Linked DNA regions of Xenopus laevis: region 1 is linked to region 2. Evidence: chromatin contacts called from public Hi-C data. All regions are on one chromosome and are shown on one strand. The core of a region is the stretch at or near the end of the contact, and the rest is flanking DNA. Distances in the headings are between cores, read along the strand shown.

Evidence for each region. A called contact is a pair of places that touch in the nucleus more often than the background predicts.
Region 1: a Hi-C map of animal cap shows a contact between it and region 2, with 4 times the contacts expected there. A contact is called at or near these places in 2 of 4 Hi-C or Micro-C datasets (the XTC cell line and animal cap).

The regions. Positions count from the first base shown.
Region 1 is chr3L:107,824,810-107,831,973 of Xenopus_laevis_v10.1, forward strand. scg3.L (secretogranin III L homeolog) reads right to left here and starts at 3,656. Exons shown (of 12, transcript NM_001085577.1): 1 at 3,542-3,656; 2 at 1,996-2,048; 3 at 700-739; 4 at 401-616. The coding sequence starts at 3,626.
Region 2 is chr3L:107,775,490-107,782,158 of Xenopus_laevis_v10.1, forward strand. No RefSeq gene overlaps it. Among protein-coding and RNA genes, the nearest start is that of lysmd2.L, 5.1 kb to the right of the region's middle.

The sequences.
Region 1 (7,164 bases), core at 2,406-4,905, 50 kb after region 2:
AAGAATACATCCTTAAAATGTGGTGCATGTATGATAACATAATTAATGAGTATTTGTTATATATATATATATATATATATATATATATATATATATATATATATATACATACAAGAGATGAAAGCACTCATGGTTAAATCCAAAAAGATCCACACTTTTTATTCACATTGTGCAACATATCTATGAGTTTTGATCCTTGTTTGATCTTCATCAGGTTGGATCCTGACAATGGACATAGGTATTGGTTAGGCATTCTTGGGTGACATTACTAAGAAACAAGGCTAGAATCAAACACAGCAATAGATATTGCTAAGAACAAGTTAATCTAGCTGCATATGCATAAAATAACAAATATGACATTAATAATGCATGTGGGAAGGCTATAGAGTGTTACAAATACCTTCATATTTATAATCCGGCATGCTTTTAGTGGTATCAAAATACTCAGCAAGCTTTAGGTTCTTGGTTGAATCAGCATCATCCAGGGTACCTCTGTTACTACCGAAAGAGCCTCTTGTGCTTCCACTTCTCTTCACATCACCATCTTTTTCTCCCATTGACATCAAAAACCCAAGATCATCAGCAAAAGAATCATTTTTTAGCATCTCTTGGTTTTCTGCAAAATGGCAACACAATATGGCATTGGATTTTTCTTACTGATTTATTACTTGTCCTTTAAATTGTTCACTCTTCACTTACCTGTGCTTGTGCCTCTGCTCACAGTGTCTGCCTCTGCAATCTTTGAGAGAGAAAAGGAGAAAAGGTTTATTTTAAGGATCTATATAGTCTTATCTGTACAGTTGTCTCATACTGAATACTATACCTCTGCACTAAGTGTTACAAAAATAATTGTACAGATATTGTGTGGGAAAAAAAATGTAGTGCTGTCAGGCTGTTAGAGGTTAAAATACATTTCCGCTGCCTTTCTGGAATGTGATAAGTATGCAATGTCATTATTGATAGGAAATGTGCCTAGGTCATTCATTTCTAAGTAACGGCTCGTAAATCTTCTTGATTTTATATTTAGATTCTGGACAGCTTAAAGGAACGATTCAGTTAAAAAGAAAAACTGGGTAAAATCATTTTTTTTCTATTAAATTAAGTTAGCCAAAAATGTAATCTATAAAGGCTGATGTATTTGTGCTTTTTCCCCATTTTCGCTGGTGAAAGATGAGACTGATGCTCAGATCTCGTAGGGGAAATTTAATGAAAAGATTCAAACTTTATTCAAACAGTAACCCATAGCAACCAATATAATGTTTGTTTTTACCTGTAAATGGAACCTGCTGATTGGAGTGGCATACAGTACTCCCCAAATGCTGTAGTTAGGTTGCAGCCATTTGAGTGACTTTTTCCTATGACATGATGTTGTGGCCTGTGGTCAATCCTCTACAGCAATCACATGGGAATATGTCAGTGTTAACTGCAGCCAACAGCCGTGAGCTTTCACTCCATATCATGTGGGCTCATCTCCCCTGCCCTAACCAGAGCTACATACAAAGTACTATGCTGAAACAACTTATGTTCATCCCAAGTAACCCCAGTCTTTTTTCCCTTCTCTCCTAACCTTTTATTTAATTCAGCTATGGACACATAGTGCTGCAATCATGCAAAACTAAACTTTAGATCATTGTCCCTTGTGGGAAATTACAGATGTTTCTCGTATTTTGCTATAAAAATGTTTAATTGTTTCTACTGTGCAAAGTCTTGTGATCTTTATTGCTATAAGAAACAATGATTCCTGTTTTAGCCAGTTACATTTATATGCTGCAATGTCTGTGTGTGATCTTGCCATACGTCTTATGAGACTATTGCACTATTATAGAGGTTGATAGACAACAGCGCTCTCAGTTTTGTCAGGTAGAGCCTGTCACCAAGAACACATTTCAGCACAAATCATTCAGAATGTAAATGAATGGAACATTTTCAATCCACAGAATTGTTTTTTTATTTCTGCTGTAAATAACTGGACATTAAAATGGAAATTTCCCTTACCTGTTCTTCCAGAGGTCTCTCTTCACTTAACTCCCTGTTGTGTACATCTTTATCTAACAGAGACAAGAGACGAGGTCCTAAATTATCTCATAATTACATAATTATTTCCTAAGCCTGTTTCTTTGGACACTGGAACATGAGGCATCATGGGTGAAATAAAATGATATAATGTCTCACGTTTCCAAGGAATAAGACACCTAATATGCTATTTGTCAGTCCAATAACTTTTTTATAGAGGCTATAGTTATGGACTGAGGTGGTGCCAACTGGTCAGTCAGCGACTTGTAATAATATAATCGGATCTCAGGACTTGCTCGGAACTACACTCTTCAACATGTCACAACAGCTTTCAATAGGGTATTGTAGTTCAGAAGTATTAAAATACAGTGTCAACTAATTACCTACATTTGTCTACTTGTATGAGGAATATCTTAGTCCAGTGAATTCACTATGCGCTTGTGTTCAAAATATGTCAGTATAGCTTTAAACACAGAATGTTAGGGTTTTGTAATTTGTGTTTCATAGTGGGAATGGTATTACAATTATACAGGGAATATACCTTATGTGTCATTTGTACAAACTCTATTTTTCCTTGTGGGAACAAATTCTTATGTATGTAAGAAAAAATACAATATGTTTAAGCTCGTTTTTGGCACAGCTTAGGAAAATATAAAGCTATGACAAATATGATTGCAGAAAAAAACAATAATACAGATATGAAGCAAATGTAAGTTAACCAACATTTACGCCATGTACAGTTTAAAGTGCTAAGAAAATTTGGTGTAGGTCCCATTGCTGCTTCTCCATGTTATTCATATCTTCCAAATGTATAAAATATTGAAATTGTGCCTAAAACTGATATATGGAATGTTTACTAGACAGTTATATCCACCATAATCAGATTAGTTTAATAAGAAGATTAAAAAGAACATTGCATTTTCCACAGTCTCCCAGCCACCGTCTGCATCCGCTCCATTAAAACTCTTGGAGTCCGTCGGTCAGGCAGGTTTCTACAAATAAATATCCCATTTTCGTACAAAGCCACAAGCTCATTGTATCATGCATTTCAGCCAAGCTTTATCGGTGCCATCGTTTCGCTTTTGTATTTTTGTGTTACATTTGCTTTTTGTATTAAACATTAACAATATTAAAGGGGAACAGCACTCAAAACTGATTTGTTTTTCTTTATAAAAGAAAATTCACGTTCTGAGCGACTTTATCATATAGAGCCATTAAAAACGTCCAATGGTTTAAGGCTGTTTATAAATGCAATGGCAACTACTGGTTTACCCAATTGGGTCTGACTCTTGAAACAAAATAACAGAGGTCTGTTTAATCAGCTGGCCTCTGCTACATGGCTCAGAAATGAAAGGGTGCAGTGCAGAGAATATACACATGCAGATATTGCTTTCAGTAGCAGTTACATCTACAAATAATGCAAGTGGAAATGTGTCATTCATATAAATGGGACAGTTGCTTAGAACTGAACTTCCATTCATTCTGCCATAGACAGTTTTCCCTTTTTGAAGACAAATCATTCACTTACCTTGCTTAATGCTGGGGTTGGGGAAACCCTGGACGTGGACGAAAACCCCGATGATGGCAGTAATAAAAACATATTTTGGACCCATCTGTTATGGAAGTACCTTCCCTGGTGCTCAGCCGGACTCAGTAGAAACTCCCCTTGGGACTGCTGGGAGTTGCAAATAGAAGGACAGAGCTTCCCGCTATGGAGAGACGCGTTTCACTGGAGGTGAGAGAGGAGCTGTCCAGAGCTTGTGGTGCTGAAGCTGATGCTGCTGTAGGGAGCGCACTGGTGCCTGGAGATATAGCCGCTAATTGCAGCAGCCTCTATTGTTCATCGCTAGATAACATCTAACTGTACATACTCCAGTGCCTTTTCTTGCTGACAGCTGGAGAAAAATCGCTCGGAAATCAAAAATCAATGATCCAGTCTGCGTCACCTGGCTTCCCTATTCCCTTCCCAGCTCGTCAGTTCCCTGCACAGAGCCACCCGCCACCACCAATGCTGCTTTACGTGACATCCCCACTTTTACGCTTCCCAAACAGGATCTGTAAAACCCCTTCTGATTGGAACCTGCCTGAGCTGCGATTGGACGATGATCAGTCCCTTTGTGTTCTGGATTTGAGACGTTCAAAGTCTTTTTTTTCTTCCCATGCTGCAGATATATTAAGCAAAAGTTTGGGGAAAATGACTGACAGGTTAGAATTTAAAGGGATTCGATCATGATTTTTATGGTGTAGTTTTACACTGTTGACACTGCAAACAATTAATTGTACCATGTAAAATTTAATTCCTGAACCAACAAGTATATATATAGATAAAATTGAGCATAGGACTGGCCAGATATGGGATGACTTTGACGTAGTTGGCCAGCTTAAATATATTGCACTATATGGATAAACAATCCCTGTTTTGTTTAAAGGGTAAGGCATTTTTCAGTAGCAGTATGCACAAAATCTGTCTGTCTTAAATATATTGATAATGAGTTGAGTGCAGAGGACTCATATATTTGTCTATATATATATATATATATATATATATATATATATATATTTACTATATTCTTCCTTTATTAAACATTTTTTCCCATGAAGAAACAGGGAATGATCATAAAATAAGCAAGAGGGCCCACTGACACCTGAGTTTTTCTGGTATCCAGGTGGGCCAGTCCAACGCTGCAGTTTGGAACAGCTTTCTGACAGGCAATTGTTTCTATTCAATGTAACTGAAGGAGTCACAGTGGGACATGGATTTTTACTAGGGAATCGGGATTCGGCCAGGATTCGACCTTTTCAGCAGGATTCAGGATTCAGATTCGGCCGATTCCTTCTCTCATTGGTCCTCTCATGTTAAGACCTGGCGGCACCCGTGTAGCAGAGGTCTCCTCCCGAAGCGAAAGGTGGTTGATATAAGCGGAATAGTGAGCCGCAACCAGGACCTTGGTGCCAGTTCTGGGTTTGGGACTCCATAACATAAATATAAAAAAATCAGTTTGAATTTTTAAAAAACTGATGCATTTTGTGAAAACATGGTTTCCCATGACAGTCTCCCTTTAAAGATGCACATATGTAGCTGCACTGTAAGGGGTGACTGTCAAGCGCCACCCATATACAAACTGGTCTTGTGATAGGGAATATACTCCTTGCTTTGCAGCACTTCAGCATCTGAGAAACTTCATTTTAACTGAAAAGAACATTTGAAATAACTCTCATTTGATCTATTTTTTTTTACATTGATAGTGGGCAATTTAGTCATATTGCAGCTGACAGGACTTTTTTAAACAGAGCTACAGTGGCACCTGCTGTGGATCAGATTACAGAATTCTGTTGTCTCCACAGCTCTGAAGTCCAATAAATCATTCAGTAATGTAAACAACAGAGCTAACATACTGGAATAGTAGATACAGGCAAATTAAGTGAAAATGCCTAGCTAGATGCCTAGCAATATATGAGGCAGCACAGCTGTCAGACTGATGATTATGCTGTTCATACAGATATTCAAATAAAGTGAGGCAATATCACACTTAGTTTCAATGCATGGTTTGCATTTAAATTAATTCCCACTACCTTAAAGGGGAACTCTCGTGAAAATGAAAATTGAATATAAGCTTCAGCATACTGAAATAAGAAACTTTCTAAATGTAATCAATTAAAAATTCTGTACCATTTCTGAAAAAATCAAGTTTATCTTCACTATCCCTCTCTCAGCATCTGTTCCTCTTCAGTCTGCCTTCATTCAGGAGTTGGGTGTCAGGTGAATGATCCAATATATCTTATAAGGGGGCTCCTTTTGCATAGAAGATGTATTAGAGCTCCCTCTATTAAAATCACCAGAAATTTTGTCTCTCTACGGGCAGAATTTGTGCAAAAGGCAGTTATTTTGTTTGTTATGTTTTTTGTACTGGAATCAGTTATTTGAGTGAGCTTCAATTTTTGTAAACAAAAATCTATAACATGTTCAATTACTTTATTTTTTCCAAGATACAGTTTTATGGGTACTGGTTATTATGCCATGAAAATAGAAGTACAGGGTTAGAGTGCCTCTAAACATGGACAGAAAAAGTTTATTGAAAAAACTGAATAAAATTAATTATTTAAAAAAATTAAATATAACCACCGTGTCACGGCCTCCCCTAAACACCTGTATACCTTTTTGGCACAAGGCTGAGCTGAGTTCCACTAGTACAGGGTATTTATTTCAGATGGGGTTTGCACAACAATGAATTCCATAAAGGAATCACTTAACAAAACAATTATATTATCCATAAACAATAATAATATGTATTATAAGAAGTAAACACCAATAAATATTTCTTCTACAATTAAAATGTGATTGTAGCACATCTATCCCAACCTGACAAATGTATCCAATCAGTATTAGGTGTTTCATAAGACAAGTCATTGTTTGTTAAATAAGAGTTAAAGGAGAAATTAACCCCTAAAAAAGAATATGGGTAGCAATGCTGGACTGTATATCCTGAAGTTACTGTACTAGTCCAGAGGTTCAGCAGCCTATAACACTACTGACACATGCCTTAAAATCTGGCCACAGGAGCTTAACATCTAGGATCTGGTTAGACTATCTTTTGAGTGCCAGTGACCCTGCACATGCTCAGTGTGCTCTGGGCTGCTGCAGAGAAACTATCCTTGGGGGTAAACATAAATCATCAACATATTAATCAAAAGAGATGATTCATTTGTCATAGGAGCTGATTCTACAGGGCTGATGTAATGGGCTTTATAATGTGAATTTTATATTTTACAGTATATTAAATGTTAGCCCCTAAGCTCAGGTAACTGACGACAGCACAGGCCAGAAAAGCAGAAAAGAAGCTGGGGAGTTACTTGGGGCATATTTGGAGGCACCGATCTTTTCTGCTAATGGGCTCTAGTGGCCATGGGCTTGTACAGAATAAAAACAAAAAGAAAGTGTAGCATTTCTTACCTAAAGACCTCACTCAATGCTCCACACAGTATGCAGAGTGCATAAAAAGGCTGCATTCTTTGCACTTTGCCCACTGCGTGGGGCATTGTGCAAATTTTATTTTGCAGGGCAGAGACCTGAGGACTGTGTTTTGAATGGAACGCTCCCTATGTTAGGTGCGCTTAGGGTTGCCGCCTTTTCTGGAAAAAATACCGGCCTTC
Region 2 (6,669 bases), core at 1,427-3,926:
GTATTAGGTCTCTTACACATAGGTGGTTAATCCATCATGCATTCTACTGCTGGGAACCTCAGAAACAACAGGAGGTGCATGTAAGCGCCAAACACAGGTGGAACACAATTTGATGAAGGATTAACCATGGAGGACACAGGTACAAACACCCATGTGTAAGGACCCTTATAAATGCACTGTAGCGTAATTTCTCTGGTAATGGAGGAACAGCAGAATATGAAATGGAACCTCTGACATCCAGTAAACTGCACTTCCCGGCACCTTTACTATCTGCCAGTATGTTCCTTTAACATAAAATCCCTGGTGCAGTTCTTTGCTCACATTACAGAAAGTATTATTGAAGTACATATAAAATGTGTTGGATGGGATGCCCAATGCCAAATCAGATAAATACGAGACAAGTAAATATTTTAGTAGAGACTGAGATGGGTATACAATTTCCCCTTGCTTGTAAGAGCAATGGAGCTGTTACTGTACTACCAGAATATCTTTCTCTTTTCTAAGAATTATCATAAGAAACCACAGAAAGTCATATAGGCCCGAATTCACTATCCTGCGCAAATTCAGCGTCCGTTAGTGAATCGGCGAATTAACGAAATTGCGATACGCTGGCGAATTCACGCTAGCGTTAGGCGTTTCGTCCTTTAGTGAATTTTGGTCATAGAGCCTACGGAATTAGGCAGTCCCCTGAGACAGAATATGAGAGAACATTGTTATGTTTTGGGTAGCCGAGGATCAGTAGAGTATAACAGTGCTTTATTAGCAGAGACTCATGCAGGCATTACACAACAGTAAGCTTTCACTTTTAAGCTACGAGGAAGTATGCACAGTATAAGTATGAGCACAGTGACCTCTACAGGCCATTCGTTTAAACACCACAAACATGGATTCATCTAAGGGTCTATATTTCCCTATTCCTCATGAAATTACGGTTTGGGAAATAAAAAATATTCCAAATATTTTGGGATTTCAAATAAACAAAGGAGTCTATGGATGGTATGTAATAGCCATACACACAATATAGATGAGCAAAAATAAAATAGTTAATTGCACTAAATTATGTTGCAAAAATGTTTTCTTAAACATTCACCAGTATTAATAGCGAAATATCTGCAATTTCAGTGACTTTTGAACCTTCAATAAAATACTGTAGTAATACAAACAACAAAAAAAATAGTGAGCATTTGTTCCTGATTTAAACAGGAGGCAAGACAAGGCATTTGCCATTCTATTTTCCTGTACACATATCCTTTACACCCATTATGGGGAAACTGGTTCTCAAATTTAAATATTCTGCTTTGTTGCACTTCAAACACACAATGTTGGACAGCTGCATAACATCCTGGTTAATGTGTACTCAGGAGCAAACTGGAAAATATAGCTCATTGTGAAGCTACAACTATTGCACTAGTTAGCTGCGGGATGGAAAATATTTCAACACCTGCATATAAATAAACTTCAGTTTCTGCTTAAACAGCTTTATAAAACTGTATGACTTGTCACACCAGTAAATTGAGAGAGCTCACAAATCTTTTAAAATGAATTAATATGTGGTGGTGGCACTTAGGTTCTTAGAAATACCCATGTGTGTTCATATAATTCACCATACTGGTTAAAAAATGTTACAAAGTACATGCTAAATGTATAAAGTTCAGTGGTTGTACTTATGAATGAGTTAACTTAAAGGTATGAATAGCAATGGCAGAGCTCAATCAGAACAAACGGATAATTGGCTTTCTTATAAAGATGTTTGCTTTACATGGCAGACTAACAAAAATTACAGCAATATATTACCACCTGCAACTTGGCATCACCTAACTTGGCCAAATTCAGGCCAGAACAAGTGCTAAAAACTGGTGTAATCTGCTGTATAATTGACAGTGGTCATTGGTGTTTTTTTCTATGTGAATTCTTTTAAGCTAGATGTGTCCCACTGCCTTCTCGTTGGCAACCCCAGACTCTTCTCACCTCTTGTAAGCCCAAGATGTTTCCCTGTAAGCACAATAAAGGCAGCATGGTCACATTTCAATTAGAGAGCAACTCGTGAATTATTTCTAAATACACCCTGGCTAGGATTCTGGAGCGCTCTGCATCTGCCCACATCATGACTTTCTCAGGTGATTCCTTGATGTGATATATGCCACCAGATGCACCCATCTTACCTTTAAAACATTTAATCCAATGCAATTGTACCAAGCACAACGTCCCCTCAGGGCTGCAATGATACTGAAATAATAGGCAGATTAGTCCCAAACTGCAGTTTGCACACTGCACTTGCAGTCCTAAATGATCGCTTACTACATTTACGTACATTTTTTACATGTATTTTTGCTAGCATTGTGCTGTAAGATTCATATTGCTTATTAATAATTTCCTTTTACCTAAATGAGAGAGAGAGAGACTAAATTAAAGGCTTGTGTGAGCCCATGATGGTGCCTTGTTCACATTGCAGTTGGAATGCTGCAGTCAGCTTGTAAACTGCAATGAAACACGAGGTATGCTGAGTTGGTTGCAATCTATGCAGTCCATAAGTATGTGATGGATGTATTTCTATGCATTCTGTAGGCAGCATTGACTCAGCAAAATGCTATGTCAGTGGGGAATATCTGTCCCATCTGCATTGTTGGCCATTTGCCAGTGCTAAAGACACAAGTGAGAGGTAGAAAACCATTAGCAGCCTACTGCATTCAGCCTAATTGCATATCAAAAGTGACATAGAGGAATCTTGACCACTGCAGGGGCCACCTTCAGAAACCCTCCCTTTCCTCTGGGGCCCAGTACAACATTTAGCATCTCTTGTGTTATGCAAAACCAAATTCAAATTCAATTTGATACCTAGTTCAGTTAATTAAATAAAGTGCTGATCAGTGCATATGTGAATTAATTAGAATTCTATCATTAAAAAAGGGTACTTAATTCATGAGGGTACAATATACATGAATTTCAATTTCATATAACAAACTCATAAAAATTCTATAAGCATCTAATTAAAAAAGGGAAATAGTATAACATTATTATGACCATAAATATTAGTGGTTGAAAACCACTTGCTGAAAATCCATTAAAAAGTTGATAGAAACAATAGAGGGTGGAGCTGTCCCGTAAACTATGGGTCTCCCTGGGGTTTTTTCTATGTTCTTATGAACTTTGGGAAATAAATAAAATGTTGCCGTTCTTGAATTATTAACTGTTAGAAATAATTTCTCTTTTTTAGAGATTTAGTTATCATTAAAGGGATACTGTCATGGGAAAGAAAAATGTTTTCAAAATGAATCAGTTAATAGTGCTGCTCCAGCAGAATTCTGCACTAAAAAGAGCAAACAGATTTTTTTATATTCAATTTTGAAATCTGACATGGGGCTAGACATATTGTCAATTTCCCAGCTGCCCCAAGTCATGTGACTATAAAAAAATCTGTTTGCTCTTTTGAGAAATGGATTTCAGTGCAGAATTCTGCTGGAGTAGCACTATTAACTGATGCGTTTTGGAAAAAAAACATGTTTTCTGATGACAGGATCCCTTTAAAGGCATCCTTTAATATGATGTTATATATTTCTTAAAAGTTTTCTGTGGGATCCCCCAGAATTTCTTTATAACTGATCGGAGCCAGTTGTTTATTAGCTTCATCTAGATAAATGTTATTTGGCAAAATCACAATATTTCCCCCTTTATCTGATGGTTTAATTTGAACATCTTTCCATTGCTGCATGTCCCTAATGGCCCTCCACTCCTCTCTGGATGTATTTTTGTCATATATATGTGATTGGAGTGATATGATATCTTTGGTTACTAAATTCAGAAAAATAGCTACATTGGGACAAATGTTTGCTGCTAAGTTTCTTAATCCAGTCCTCTGCTGAGGGGATCGAAATAATGTTATCTGGTGCCTCATCTGAATTCTCCAATAGTAATTCTTCTAAATCCTGTAGTGCCCTTATTTCCATTTCTGTGAGTCCCTTCTCCAACATCCTTATCAAAATACTTTTTCAGAAGTAGTTTTCTAACGAACAGATTTTGATCTTTAACCGTATAAAAAATGTCCTATTCAAAGGTTGTTGAATTTTGCAGGGCACCAGTTGATTAATACTTGATATTTTATTTATGAGTCACAGGCGGGGTTCTTTTTCTCTATAATATTTTTATGGTTATATTTTTCTGACAATTGTCAGACCTCAGCCTATAACTCCTAGAAAAAATGAGTTCTTATTAACCCAGGAAACAGGGATATCCATTTTTCACCTGCCTACACATACCTGTAACTGTAGATAACTAACACAACTATATATGAGGGGTAAAGAATGATAACTTAGTCACCCGTGGGGTAAACATTGCCAAGAAAACTGATCAGGATAAGAAACCCTGCCTTAACCACAATAAAATCCTTACCTCTGATATATTTATTCTTATTTTTTGCAATATTTGTGTACTATGGATATCAGTCAGTTAGGTTTACCACCTTTTTTCATGCATAATACTGAGAAGGTTGGGTACACAAAGAAGCGGGACTGTGACTGGCATTTCAAGTAAACAAAACAGGCTCAAACATCCCTCCACAGGCTTAGTAACAAGTGGCTGTTTATAGCATCTTGCAGCAACCCCTTTGGCATTTGGCAGCATCTAAAGATACCAATCCAAGCCTGTAGTTGACATAAATGAAGAAATTAAGAGAAGCTGCAACTTCCTTGTAGTGGTTAGTAACAGCCCTTTTAAAGATGTTTATTATGCCTTGTAAATGTTTATTGCTATGCAGCACTGCAGACGATTCCCTTCACTTCCTGTTGTTCAGCCCAAAATGAGTAGAACAAGGTGGCCATACCATATTTTTTCCATTGTATGGTATATTTCTATTCAGCATGTGGCCCTATCAGTCGGATACCATGCAATGGACCAGTCTATGGCACCAGGTGGAATTGAGGCAGTGGCTCCCAGCACTGTACCTTTCCCAGCACACGCCAGCAAATGGGCACGAAACTATAGTTAGTGAAGCAGAAGATCACCCTATTAGGGTTGCCCCCAGCTGCTTTAACACTGGCCACATATTCGCAGATTTACTAAAGGGCGAAGTGGCCGTTGCTAGCGACAATTCGCCAGAAATCATATCTGCAGGGACATCGGCAATTTACTAATAAGCGTAGAGGACAATTCGCTAGTGAAAGAGACCGTTGCTAGCGTAGTTTTGCACCCTAGCGCCAGACAAATTTTCGCTCAGGCAAACGATTGTTACTCTGCAAATTTAGTAAAGTGCGAATTTTACAGAACATTACCTCTTTTGCCAGAGTTTCCTTCGACCACCTTAGATAAGATGGAGCTACATCCTCCTCAATCTTATGTTAGTGAAATCATGTCCAGTATCTCGAAAAGTCATAAAAGTTCTAAAAACGCTGGCTTTTTTCATATTTTAAAACGGGATCTAACTATTTGTATTAATTTTTTTTTTCCCAATTTGAGGGGTATGCCACATTTGTTTTAGGGTGGGCTCAAGTCTAGGGCATTAGAGGATCTCTTTTGTCTTTATTTTGCTTCCTTGGACATTTGCAATAATAAGTGGCTACTTCAAGCATTTGCACCAGCATCACTAATAAAGACATCTGTATGACCTATATGAACCCCCCTATTCAAATTGACCTAAACGTAGGAGTTTCGCTAGGCAGAATTGAACGCTATTGAAAGATCGCTGTTGAAAGAACGAGCTGTTGAATTAACGCTAGCAAAACTTTGCCAGCATTCAGCTGCTGAGACGGAACTTTGCATTTTAGTGAATTAGCGTAGTGGTAATGAATTTTCGCTTGACGAAGTGGCGCAGATTGTTCCCTGGCGAAAATTCACCCTTTAATGCCCCATTGAATCCACATCCTGCATGGCCATACCTCCCAACTGTCCTGTTTTTTGCGGGACAGTCGTGATTTTGACAGCTCAGCCTGCTGTCTGGGATTCTTACTGAAATGTCCTGAGTTTCTCTTTGATCGCCTGCACTGAACAGCCACAAAAAGATTCAATGTTTCTGAAATGTCTGAGTTTTCTTGGCAGAGAGCCCAGAATACTCAGCACCTGCACTTAGATAAATTTGTAACAATTTTAGATAAGCAAAGACACAATTGTAAATATTTAAGATAAGCAAGTCTCTTGGGGAAACTGTGACTTGCAGCTTAAAGGGCAATTCACCTACATTAGCAAAACTGTAATACCACAAAAAAAAACCTGACCCTAAAACCCCCAGAAATATGTTCAAACTCTCCATTACCTGACAAATGTTGTAAAATGGATGTGGTATTTAGGGGGTGTAGCCATAAAATTGCCACTCTATGCACATTGGGAGGTATGCATGGGTGATTAGCAACGGATTTAGAAGCATGCTGCAGACTGAACTGATTTATGTGCCGCTATTAAGGGGTTATCTATGTTTAGCAAACTTTAAGTATGATAGAGACAATTTGCAACTGGTTCTCATTTTTCATTGTTGTGTTTTTTTTAGTTATTTAGCTTTTTATTTAGCAGCTTTCCAATTTGCAGTTTCAGAAATCTAATTGCTAGGAACTAAATTACCCTAGCAACCATGCATATTGCATTGATTTAAATAAGAGCCTGGAATATGAATAGTAGAGGGTCTGAATAGAAAGATGAGCAATTGTAAAGTAGCAATAACAATACATTTTTAGTCTTAAAGAGAAT